Linked DNA regions of Gossypium hirsutum: regions 2 and 3 are each linked to region 1. Evidence: chromatin contacts called from public Hi-C data. All regions are on one chromosome and are shown on one strand. The core of a region is the stretch at or near the end of the contact, and the rest is flanking DNA. Distances in the headings are between cores, read along the strand shown. Region 1 holds the start of LOC107891808 (cysteine-rich receptor-like protein kinase 26). Region 2 holds the start of LOC107891799. Region 3 holds the start of LOC107891800 (putative receptor-like protein kinase At4g00960).

Region 1 (4,288 bases), core at 963-3,462:
TTTTTATCCTTGATTACTTTCAAACTAATTTTTGGGCCTCGTAAACCTGAATTATGGCCCATGTGAATATTTATTCTATGAATTGATATGGGTTTATAGGTTAATTGAATATTTGTTTTGAATTAAGATAAATTGTTTTGTTTGGTTTTGTAACACTCCAATCCTTAATCTGGCAACGGAAAAGGGATGTAGGTGTTACACACCAGATTCTAGTCTAACACAAAACTTCTATTTTTCATCAAGATTGTTATAACTTCTTGCCCCAATGAGTCAAATATAATGCAGTTATAATTCTTAAAGAGAATATTATAATTTTTCTCAAGCACTTGACCAATCCTAAGGTGATTCTGATATATCGCAGGTACTAAAAGAACATCTGAAATTATTTTAGTACCTGATGGCGAACTGATCACCACTTTGCCCTTGCCTTTAGCTTTTAAGAGTTCGTGGTTACCAATTCCCACCTTAAGATCGCAACTTCTGTCAATCTTTTTGAAATTGCTTTCATTTGAGGTCATATGGTTGGTGCATCCATTATCGATAAACACACCTTTCATCACTCTATTTTTCTATGTAGAACTTGTGGCTGCAAACACCTGCTTCTCCTGAATGTGATCTCCCTCAGCCTGAGCCTACACATTCTGTTGAGAGGTTAGCCTTTTGTTTTTGCATACTTTTTCCATGTGACCTAACTGCTTCCATGATCTAGATTTTATATTTGGTCTACACCAACAATAATTTTCAATGTGAGTGTTTTTCTTATAGTGCGAACATGGTGAATATTTCTTCTTTCTACCATCTTGTTTTACCCTCTTATTCTTCTCTCTCCTTCTTTTCTTACCCTTATAGTTCTAGAAGTTTGTGCCCTCAACAATCAGGGCTCGCAGTGCTTCTTCTATGTGCTCCTCTCGCCTTGATGCTCTTCTTTACTCTTGAACATACAGGACATTTATTAATTCTGAAAAGAGATCGCCGAGAGGTCCCTTAAGTCATCAAGTGAGGAAATCTTAGATTCATACCTCTCAGAAAGTGTTGTTATGACCTTCTCAATGACCCTGCCATTTGCGAACTCTTCCCCAAGTAACCTGATGTTATTAACAACCGCCATAATCCCTTATGCACACTACTTCACCGTTTCAACCTCCTTCATCTTTAAATTCTTAAAATCTCTTCTGATATTAATGAATTGTTGCTGTCTGGTCTTATTCGAACCTTGAAACCCTTCCTTTAGCTTATCCCAAGTTTTTTTTGGAGTCTCGTAGTTTTTGCCATTGAAAATGATTGATGAAGGTGGTTAAAAATTCGCAGAAGCCATGTATAACTTAGAAAAAAAAACAACAACCCTTAAGGAGATAGCTCTGATACTAATTATTGGAATTTTGATATTCAAGAAGAAAAAATTGCTCAGAAGAAACGAAAAATTTAACAACAAAATTGTCTGCTAAATTTTATATAGTTTTTCCTTTATATTTAAATAATGTAACATAAGTACTAATAACAAGAACTCCTAAATATAGAAAGAAATAATAAAGATTTTATACTAATAAATACTAAATTCTGTAAAACATAACTTGCACGCAAACTCTTCAAATCCAGTTGCTACTAATTTGCGAAAGTAATGAGTTCGCCACTTTCTGTCAGTTCGCTCAAAAGACTATCCGCCAAATAATTTACTTTCGGTCAGTTTGACAAATGTGTACGTCATTTGGCCTGTCCTCCATGTTTTGTTCACCAATCTTGGTTAGTTCACAAAACTTAGAGTACGCCAAGTCTGGGGAGTTCGCCAGTTGTGCATCTGCATGAATGGTCATTTCACAATAGTTTCTACCTGAAAATTTTGACACCAAAGACAAGGGCAAGGGACTTGGCTTTCCAATTAATTACCATTTCTTTTTTAACTTGTCAAAGACAAAGTTCATCCACCAAAAGAATTTTCAACGTTTTTATAGACTTATTTAAGCCTTGGCCAGATACAGTGCATACTACCACATGAAATGGTCATTTTCTGATATTGCTACTTACAACCTGCTGCATGTCATTGGCCAATTTTCAGCTTCCGCTAGGTTTGAGTTTCTAGTATTAGCATATACAATCTCTTCCACTATGCCAAATTGCAGTTTCCTCCCGATTTCCAATCCATTTGCCATGTATTAGTCTTCTCATGAGAGTTAGTATAGGATGTTGATATATATTTTTAATTTGAAACCGTGGAAATGTGAAGTATTAGTACATGATTTTCATGGGCCATTGACTTTGACTAGTTTATTTCAGATTATTCAAATCCATAGCCGAGCAGTGGCTTTCTTAGAAATTTACGATTAATTAGGTCTGTATCAAGCCTGGACTTTAATAAGTCGTCTTTAAGAAAATTCCTACAGATTTATCTACCAATTCCTAAATCATGAAGGTTTTAAGCATCCAACTTCGTGACAGAAGGGGGCATTCATCATTATAATATATTCTCAAAATCCTACATTAAGGATGACAATGGATCTTCCATGGTTGTTTTTGTTCTCTTCTTTAACCATTGCATTCTTTCTTACTGTTACCGTTGCTCAACAAGAGTATCTATACCATTTTTGTTTAGACCTCAATGGTAACTTCACCAGAAACAGCACTTACCAGGCGAACCTCGACCGACTGCTTTCGTCTTTCACCCTCAATACATCAAATGAAAACGGGCTCTACAATTTTTCATCAGGCCAAGGCTCCAACATAGCCAACGCACTTGCACTTTGCAGAGGAGATGTGAACTCAAGTGATTGCTTCACCTGCATCAATAATGCAAACGATAAGCTCAGAAACAGCTGCCCTTACCAAAGAGAGGCGATTATATGGTATGACTATTGCATGTTCCGCTACACAAATCGTACCATCCTTGGTGTTGCAGAAACCTTGCCTAGTCTTTACACGTGGAATTTAAATAACGCCACGAGTACTAAAGATGCTTTCAAGCAGGCCGTGAGTTCTTTAATGGACAACCTAGCAAACATTGCTTCAACGGGGACATCCCTTGGAAAGTTTGCAACAGGAAGTGCACTGTCACCTTTCCAAGCAATATATGCGCTTGTTCAATGCACTCCTGATTTGACAATGAATGAGTGCAGCTATTGCCTGTCACAGGCCATTGGAGAAATTCCGCAATTCTTGGACACAAAACGAGGAGGCAGGATATATATGCCTAGTTGTTATTTTAGGTTTGAGATTGAACGCTTCTATGATCTTACTGCTGCTGATACTGGTACATCAATACCATCCCCACCTTCTCCCCCGCCTTCAAACGACACCACAACAATAGGTACCTTCTCTTCTTTGTTTTATTAAGACAACAGTTGTTTCTTTTACCAAATAAGAATACCCAGAATTTCACCAACTTGTAAAATGGGATGAGTGCCTGTGACAATTTTTTTTTGTTGTTGGAAAAAATCTAGAGACCGTAAAGAGAAGGGACACTTAAAATGGCTTACATTGACTTCATCACTTACAATTTTTTATATAGATGTTCTAAGTGACTTTAGATTCGATGGATTCATCCATTCTGCTCAAGTAATTAATATTGATCTATTACATTCATGCTTCTTAGTTAAATAATTACTAGATATCCTAAATTTGTCCATTCTAATCACAATGATTGAATACAAACTTTAATGAAAGCACATTATTCAAGCATGAACAAAGGGTTTTCTAATTTAATTAACTAAATTAACCTACTTTCTTATCCTTTTGCCTGTGCAATTGGCTAGAGTAGTTCCAAAGTTCATATTTCTTCTATCAAATAGGAAACGCTTTTTTAAATTTTGCAGTAAATAAGCATAATTCATCTCGAACGACTATTGTCGTATCCATCTCGGCTGTTGCTTTTGCTGTACTATTCATTTCGAGCTGCATGTTCATCATTTCAAGGATGAGGAAGCCAAAGCTGAAACCTCAAAGTAAGATAACAGTTTATTGTTTTCTTTCTTTTGCAACGTTGTGAATGAATTTAGGTTGTCAGTTGTCACTGCATCTACAGCGGACTCCTTTTTTGTTTTTTTTTTGGGTTACACCTCTGTAGAGCATGAATTAACGGAAGCAGAGGATGAAATCACAACTGTAAAGTCCTTACAATATGATTTCAATACCATTAGAGCTGCAACAGATCACTTTTCTGATGCAAATAAGCTTGGACAAGGTGGATTTGGAGCAGTTTATAAGGTATAAGACATCAAAATACAAAAGCGGTATTGCACCGAATCATAAGTTCAATTAGAGCATATATATATATATATATATGATTCATTCTGATATC
Region 2 (4,288 bases), core at 664-3,163, 170 kb after region 1:
CTTCTCGACCACCCTCGCCCTGCCGGCACAACCAGCATTTGTCATGCGGAGCAACTTCAATTTTGATATGTCAACTTCATCGGCATCAGCTTCAAACCAATCCAACACAGAGTTGCCACCATTGCCCCGCAACGAGGTCTCAATTAGTGAGCTATCTCCTAGGTAGTGTTTGCAAATGGTGTATTTTAAGTTTATTCTCGTTTTATTTTTTGTATAAAAGATTGTAGCCTGAATTAATTGAGTGATGACACCCTACTCAATTATTAGAGTCAAAAACTAAGTTAAGAATGAAGTAAAACCAATTTTATTTTAATAATTTTAAAAAAAAATTCTAATTCTATTATAACTTTCTCGAACTCTTAAATCTCGAAAGAAAATCTACATTTAAGCTCATCTATATAATTAATTTTTTATATATAAATTATTGATTAACATAATAGGGGTGTTTATGTTTTTTAATCCCACATAATATATTTTTATAAAAAAAGTTAAATACTTTTTAAAAAGAATTATTTAAAAACTATTCTTTAAAGAAAAAACCATTTGTTTTATATAATTTTTTAAATTATCAACATTTAATATATCATATTTAAAAATTATCTAACTTAAAAGTTAACTAGAGACTAGAGATTAACTCAAGTAATCAATTTTTTTTATTTATTTTTTGACAAGTAAGAAATTATTTAAAACTTATTAACAAATAATATAAATTGACGGTAATCATATTTTTAGGTTTTATTTTTATTTTGACATGGTCAAATAATATATTATTTATTAAAAAAAGTTTATGTAAAAGTTACGTTTTTAGAATCCGCTTTTTTTACAACAAGCTTATGTCAAATTTTTATGTGAAACCTATGCTTGCAAATTTTTCATGTCCCAATGGTGAAGCTATCTCAACATCTGTAACTGTCAAGTTTCGATATGAAATTATTTTTTTTTTGTTGGGAGTTAAACCTAATAAATTTATAGTCTTTAGCAAATATCAAGTTTATATTTATTATAAACTTAACCCTAATCAGTAAATTATATAGAATTCGATACCCATAAGTGCTTTGTTTAATTATGTTTAAGTTTTCATCACTTACCATAAACTTAAACCTAATAAATGTATGCATCCACATATGTCAAATTTCTATATATTTAAGTTTTTACTATGTACCGTAAATTTAACTTTAATAAATACATTTTTATGGAGCTCGGCACCCGCGAGTATCAAGTTTAGGTTAAAATAAAATTTTAACTGTTTAACTCAACCTAACCCTTATAAATTACTGTCAATGTAATGGAATGTTTTCGAGAAAATCGAATGAGAAAATTTTGAGAGAGTTGAATTTTGAATAATTTTTTATCTTTTATTTTATGGAAGCAAAGTGTGCTTAAAGTTAGGTGTCAAACTTTTTCATTAAAAATCATCCATGAATTTGACATATACAAAAGACAAGTTCCTATCTATTACATCAATTCTTTTTTCATTACAAAATTTTTAAGGAAATTCTTAAAAAGCATTCAACATAATCTCGACAGTCACAGGTGGTAAATTTAAACAACGCTTTCTCATCATTACATAGTGAATAGATAATAGATTATATATATATTATTGAATAAAAATAAAGAAACTCGACATTTAGGTAGTAATAAAAAACATTTTTTTAAAATAATATTTTTTAGAATTTGAAAAAGTAAGTTTTGGGAAATAATATTTAAGTAAAAAAATAAACCCTATCTTTTTTTTAAAAAAATTTTAGAAAAAAAAAAAAGGAAGAAGCTAGAAATGAAATCATATAGTCATGGTAATGAAAAACGCCAGGTCCAAAGTTTAGAATTGGACCAAGTTGTAACAATGATAGAATAGTCGGCCCCAAAATGATTACATTCAATATATATTGTTGAAGGCAGTAAAGCCCAACATGCATTTGTGTTGTGAACTCGCAATTGAATTGCTCAACCCCTGATTTGATGCTAAAAGAAAGCTGAAGAAACAAAGATCAGAAAACCCAGAAACAGAGAGAGAGAATCATTAACCATTTTTTGTTTGTATAGTAGAGCCAAAAAAAAAAAGAATAAAAAGAAAAACAGAGGGCCTGAGATTGCAAGTAAGAGGCAACCCCCGCCCTCCACCATTTTAGAGCTTCTCCATTCTTCTTTTGCATCCGGGGGTTCCTCTATTTCTATTTTTGAATTGTTTATTTTTTTTTTCTATTTGCATATACGAATTCTTTGATTAATATAATTGAGAGAGAAAGTAAGAATTTGAGATAAAGAAACGAAGGGGAAAAACATGTCGAAGAAGAAGGCTTTCAGTGGCAACACTATGACTTTAAAAGATTTTCATGGTGGTTCAATCCCAACTGATCTCCCTCTCCCTTCTGCCCCGGGCGTGTAAGTACCCTAGTTTTAATTTCCACTTATTTTTATTTTTATTTTTTATTTATCTTTTTTTCCCTTTACTATTTGATGTATGCTTTTCTGGGTATAATTCAAAATGTTGAATTTGGGTCGTTTTATATTAGATCTGACAGCCACTGGATCTGCAACTGAAACCTTAGTTGTTAATATTTCTCTTTATTCTTATTGAATTTGATGGGAACAGGATTGTTAGGCCTTCCGATCGTTCAGGTTATGATAGGGGAACATCGTGGGGAAACCCCATGGGCCGGCCAGATCACCGTGCTCGGCCTAATTCATCTCCTGCAACTAGGCATTTTGATAATAAAACCCCATTTCTTACCAATTCAGTTCATATTGGTCGAAATTTCGATGAGGATGAAAGAACGCCGTTAGATGGAGTTTCTGCCCCACGTAGAACCATTAGTGATGAGAGTTTTCGGGCTCCGGCTAGACATCTGGAGCTGAAGCCAGAGTCTGCTTATGCGGGTAGGGTTTCAGGCCGACACGGATCAGCTCCTGTATCTCCATTGTCAAGTGGAAGGGGGCATTCACACTCTGGTAGAGTGTCTGAAGCTGCTCGTGGTGGTTTGAGTTCTCAGACTTTGGGGTGGAACCACGGGCAGGCTGCTTCGGGACCATACCCTAACGCATGGACATCTAGGAAGGAGATGTCGTTTAGTGTTGCAGAGCCCGTACAGTCTGCATGGTCTGAACAAAGTGCTGTCTCGAAGTTGGCTCATGCTAGTGCTCTTGAAAAGGTTTCTTCGGGTCGATGGCAGTCAAAGCAGTCCCTTCAATATCAGAAAGATATTGATGTTAGTAAACATTCAGAAGTAGAAAATGGTTTGCACTCCCAGGGTTATGATGATAAGATGTACAGCAGAATGAGCCTTGCGGGTGGAAGGGAGTATTCTGATGTGTCATTGGCAAGGCATGTGGAGAAGGGGTTGAATATTGAAGATGGAATTCATGGTGGGAGAAAGGAGTTACCGGAATATGAAAGGAACCGTAATCTTAATTATTTGGAAGTTAAAGAAAATAAATCAATGTTACATAGTGAAGCAGTTCGCTCAACTCATTCTGATGGCAAATTTGGTGGTTATGAATTGCAGTCGTCGCCATCAGCGCTGGCAGAAGCATCTGAGCGACCCAAGTTGAAGTTATTTCCTCGGAGCAAGCGATTAGATGGCCCCAAATCACCTGTTGTTGATCCTAAGCAGGTATTCTTCTGATGCCATACAATTGAAGTTTGAATTCATATGGTCCACCCCTAATTGTTATAAATGCTTGAAATAGGGGCACCAGCAGCCAAGTGAATTAATGCTTACTCATACTGAAATTGGTAACCATTCACATGAACATTTGCATACTTCAAAACCTGGTTTAGCTGGTAGTGAGAGTCGGAATCAGACAGTGGATCGTCCTAAGCTCAATTTAAAGCGACGTTCACAGCCCATCGAACAATTGGAAGGGAACATTGAGAAGGAAAGGTAGTATGTTTCTAGACTCTGAGTTAATGTTACTCTGTATGTATGTATAGCGTTCTTGTGAAACAACTAAAGCATTATGGAACAATGAATGCAATTTTAGAGTCCTTAATTTTGTTTGTCACCTGTTTGCCAGAGTAGAACTTATCTGTCATTACTTAATTCAAATGTTAGACCTTATACTTCTTAGCTTAGTGAATGTGTGGTTGCATATAACGGATCAATATTTTGTTTGCATGTCCTTAATGACTTCTACGGTAATGTTGGAATGAAATTGATCCTCACTTTAGGTTTAATGAATAACTACTTAGCTAAGCGTCATTGATGCAGAAATTCATTGTTTGGTGGTGCTCGCCCTCGAGAACTGGTGAGTGAATCTCTCATGTCTTCTTATTGGAATGTTTAATCAT
Region 3 (4,288 bases), core at 481-2,980, 140 kb after region 1:
GTATACGAGTATGTTAAGCATGTTAACTCTGTTAATATTGTATTATCTATCTGTGTTTGGGGTGGGCTTTGTATTTGTGGAGGAAGTGATATGTACGGCGACCTTTCGCCTATATTCTGGCAGCTTGACTGCATATTATCTATTATGTGTCGTAGCGACACTATATGGTGTGTAGGGATAGGTGGGTGTTTTTAACCCCACATGACGTGATGGGATGGTCGGAGATGGTGTGTAGAGGATGCGGGTAGGAATCTGTATATCTGTTCTGTTTATCTGATTCTGATATATGCATCTTTTATGGACTTAGGTCCGAATCTATATCTGATTGTATATGATATATTGTGTATGATGTATGACTATTTCCGTTGGGTTACACACTGAGTTTACGAAAACTCACATCTGTTTGTCTGTTCTGTTCAGGCAATCCTCGAACTTAGATGGGTCGGTGCGACGGAGGCTCAACGGTGACCACTCTATCGAGATCTGTTTTTATTTAGTAAAAATGGTTTATTTTAAAAATCTAGTTTTCTTGATAGTTTGTAAATTTTGGAACTCTCTGGATTGTTTGGTTTAACTTTTGGATTTTGGATTTCGGTATTGCTTTCTTTTTCGCAACGCCAACAAAAACACTTTAGGCAAACAAATGGGTTTTTGGAATCATGAGCTTGGTTTTAAAAGATTTTTCAAACTTCCGCTGTGAAATAAATAGTTAACTTTAAATAACATCATATAACGGTTTCAGTAATGAATATGTTTTATAATACTTGGACGCTTTATCAAATAACTAAACATGATTTTATCAAAGTATCGTCAGTTTCAAAATCCTTCTTCGTAACACTCCCGGATTAGGCCATAATGTCCAGGCCAAGTTTGGGGTGTTGCACCCGACCCTGGACATCTTTATTTTGAAGTGGTTGCAAAAGAAATCGAGATTGCTTTTTTTTTTTGTTATTTCCTTGTTGATATTATTTATTTTTGTGTTGTGTTTTAATAAAAAAAAACACTTAATGATATTATCTAATTAGATTAATTTCTCAATTAACATAAAAATATAAATATCAAATCCTATCAAATTAAAGTACAACCTTTTCTATTTTTGTAAAAGTAGAAAATAAAATTCGTAATTACATATTGTTGTCTCCTGCTAACAAAATATAAGTTTAAAAATAATTTATTAATATATTTTGTTCGATTTGAAATTGTTTTTAATATCGTTAGAACAGGTTTTGCTATTCTTAAAAGAAATTGGGTTAAATTCGTGATTGTATTTAATTTTTTTAATAGAGTTAACAAAAAAGTTAATGAAAAATTGAAAATGACCTATTCGAAAAGTAGATAGACCAATTTTAAATAAACAAAAATAAAAAGATTGAATTCATATAAATTGATAAATACAAGGACTGATCTTTAAAGGTAGCCTTTTCTTTTTGGAAAAGCTAGCTGCATCTTAATTTTCATTTTTACAAAGTACGCTTTTTCTCCTTTCAGACTTGTCCTTTCTTCTCCACTCGGTCTTAGCAAATCGCTACCACACGTTTTGGTATGTTAACGAGTTCAAAAATACTATTATTTGACTCAATCAACGTATACACAAGTACCTAAATTATATACAATTCATTGTGTCTAGGTTCATCGAGCCCAATTTATGTAAGATTAACAAATAGTTTTAAAATTATTAAAATATTTCATAAAAATATACAAAATTCAAAAGTACATATAAAAAGCTCATAAAAGTTCAACCAAAAAACAAAAAAGAAGGAATACGCATAAAGGGAAATGTTTTCATAAATGAAGTGGGGAATGGGGTCTTCTTCTTCTTCAACATTTCTTCTGTTTCTTTATTCTTTTCTTCTTTCCCTTGCTACTCTTACCCTTTCGCAGCTTCATGATGTTTACTTTGAGCGTAACTGTAGTGATACCAATGGCAATTACACCCCAAACAGCGCTTACCAGACCAACCTCAATGCCATCATCTCTCAATTCCCCACTCTTACACATTTCAATTACGGCTTCTTCAATCTGTCTGCCGGTGAAAGCCCCAACAAAGTTTACTCAAGCGCACTTTGCAGGGGTGACTTAACTCAAGATCGTTGCTATAGTTGCCTCAACTACACCGCGACCGAGCTTGAGCGATTGTGCCCCTGGAACAAGACCGCCATCGCTTGGTCCGAGCTTTGTTTGGTGCGGTATGCCAACAGAGACATGTACGGACTTCTGGAGGACGACCCTCCTCGTACTTGTGCATTCAACGAGCAGAATGCGTCGAACCCTGTTCAGTTCAATCAAGCATTAAGTGATCTATTGAATGAGCTGAGCGCCAAAGCTGCAGCTGGTGGTCCTCTTCGCAAGTATGCAGCTGGCAATGCATCGGCTGGCAACTTGGAAATGGTATACGCTACGGTGCAGTGTACTCCTGATATGACCCAGGAAAATTGCGTAACTTGTCTAAATTTCGCCATGACAGAGCTTCGACTCTGTTGCCTTGGAAGGAAGGGATGCAGGGTTCTTAGACCAACCTGTGTCTTGAGGTTTGAGTCTAACCTATTTTATAATGAAATTGCAGTGCCTCTGCCATCACCTCCACCATCTCCAACAACTTCTCCGCCGCCCAAAGGTAAAACTTCCATCTCATCTCTTTGATACTTTGAAGTTTGACCTTTCTGTCTTCCGTGACAGAAGATTATTATGTTTATAATGTTTGAAACCATAAAAACAAAACTTAATACAAACTTAAAACTATAAATTAATATCTGTCATGTCAAATTATCAAAAACAAAATTAGATGCGGAAGTGTACTTGAATTCATCAATTTCTTGAAATCTATGTATCTTGGGGTTTTGATCTTCCAAATGAGCACACAAGTAGTTTATAAAGGTGAATCTCTCTTTTTCTAAAGATGGGATATTAGAAAAGTTTCTTATGTATAATTTGGGACCATAACTCTAATATATAACTTTTGCACATTAATATTAATTTCTAATCAGCGCATCATCAATTAGAAATTAGTTACCAGACTATCTAAACATATTTGACCCATATTTTATTTAATAACGAAAGTCCAATAAACTTTAACCAAATTAGATAACTTTTAATTTGGGCTAACATTTTATGATAGTAAATAATAATTATTATCTTTATTAAATATGTGATGTCTATAATTTTCAACAATCTCCCACTTGGACCACATATATTAATTACTCTCGTTTATTAATTATGTTAATATAGAACCAAGACGACTTTCGTTACATATATATCATAACTAAACCCATCCCTGATCACGTATATGAACATAATCAAATGACATAAACCAAGTATGGATGTGTAGAATGGAAATCACATGTAATGTGAACTAAACATGTTTATTTCCAACTGGTTCTCCTTAATCTTAGTGAGATCAAACTTTATCAAAATTAGAGTGTGAATAAACCAAATAAACTTTATTTATGTAGAAAATAAGCTTAATATCTGTAAACTAAAATAACTGAAAATGTGTCTGTAACATAAAAGCATTAAAAGTACAAACTCTTATTAAAACCAAATATCATTAAATGACATTACACCCATATGAGCAATGTGCTCATGAAAAGGCCTTGGGTGGTTGTCCCTTTGTAAGCGGGTTTGCAATCATGAAGCTTGTCCCAATATGCTTTATAAGCACCTAACCACTCTGAACTTGTACTTTAACAATCATGAACTTAAAGTTTATGTGTTTTGACTTTGATGTTCTCCTATTGTTATTGGAATAAAGGACTACCAATTATTGTCACAATTTGCACCCTAGGGACAAAATTTTGCATCAATATTCCATCATAATCAAAGTCTGTATATATGATTATCTCTAACTTATTAGACCTCCGATATGTGAGCATGTAATTTTTTGTTCTCTGAAGATACCTCATAACCTTATTGACTGCTATCCAATGGTCCATACTAGGGTTACTTAAATATCGGCCTAACTTCCCAACAATATACACAATATCCAGATTCGTATATACTTGAGCATACATTAGACTCCCCACTACTAAAATGTAAAAAATCTTATGCATTTTCGTAATCTCAAAATTATTCTTAGGGCATTGGTTGAAAGCAGTAGTTCATTAACATATAAAACCAAATATAGAACCTTACTCCCACTGAACTTGTGGTATATACAAATATCTACCAAATTCTTCTCTAAACCGAATGAGATAATCATTTGGTAAAATTTGTAATACTATTGACTAGAAGTCTGCTTAAGCCCATAGATGGAGTTCTTTAATTTGCAAATCATTAACTTTGCATCATCAAA

Evidence for each region. Hi-C and Micro-C count contacts between places; a contact is called where the count stands out from the background.
Region 2: a Hi-C map of leaf shows a contact between it and region 1, with 2.6 times the contacts expected there. The contact joins the promoter of LOC107891799 here to the promoter of LOC107891808 in region 1. A contact is called at or near these places in 12 of 34 Hi-C or Micro-C datasets (anther, cotyledon, hypocotyl and 2 more).
Region 3: a contact with region 1 is called in a Hi-C map of leaf, with 3 times the contacts expected there. The contact joins the promoter of LOC107891800 here to the promoter of LOC107891808 in region 1. A contact is called at or near these places in 5 of 34 Hi-C or Micro-C datasets (fibers and leaf).

The regions. Positions count from the first base shown.
Region 1 is chrD09:33,453,320-33,457,607 of Gossypium_hirsutum_v2.1, forward strand. It overlaps LOC107891808 (cysteine-rich receptor-like protein kinase 26), which reads left to right and starts at 2,213. Exons shown (of 7, transcript XM_016816728.2): 1 at 2,213-3,298; 2 at 3,804-3,932; 3 at 4,055-4,194. The coding sequence starts at 2,482.
Region 2 is chrD09:33,620,229-33,624,516 of Gossypium_hirsutum_v2.1, forward strand. LOC107891799 reads left to right here and starts at 1,914. Exons shown (of 6, transcript XM_016816713.2): 1 at 1,914-2,382; 2 at 2,594-3,611; 3 at 3,688-3,881; 4 at 4,209-4,245. The coding sequence starts at 2,282. It also overlaps the pseudogene LOC107891801.
Region 3 is chrD09:33,589,413-33,593,700 of Gossypium_hirsutum_v2.1, forward strand. LOC107891800 (putative receptor-like protein kinase At4g00960) reads left to right here and starts at 1,731. Exons shown (of 6, transcript XM_016816716.2): 1 at 1,731-2,614. The coding sequence starts at 1,789.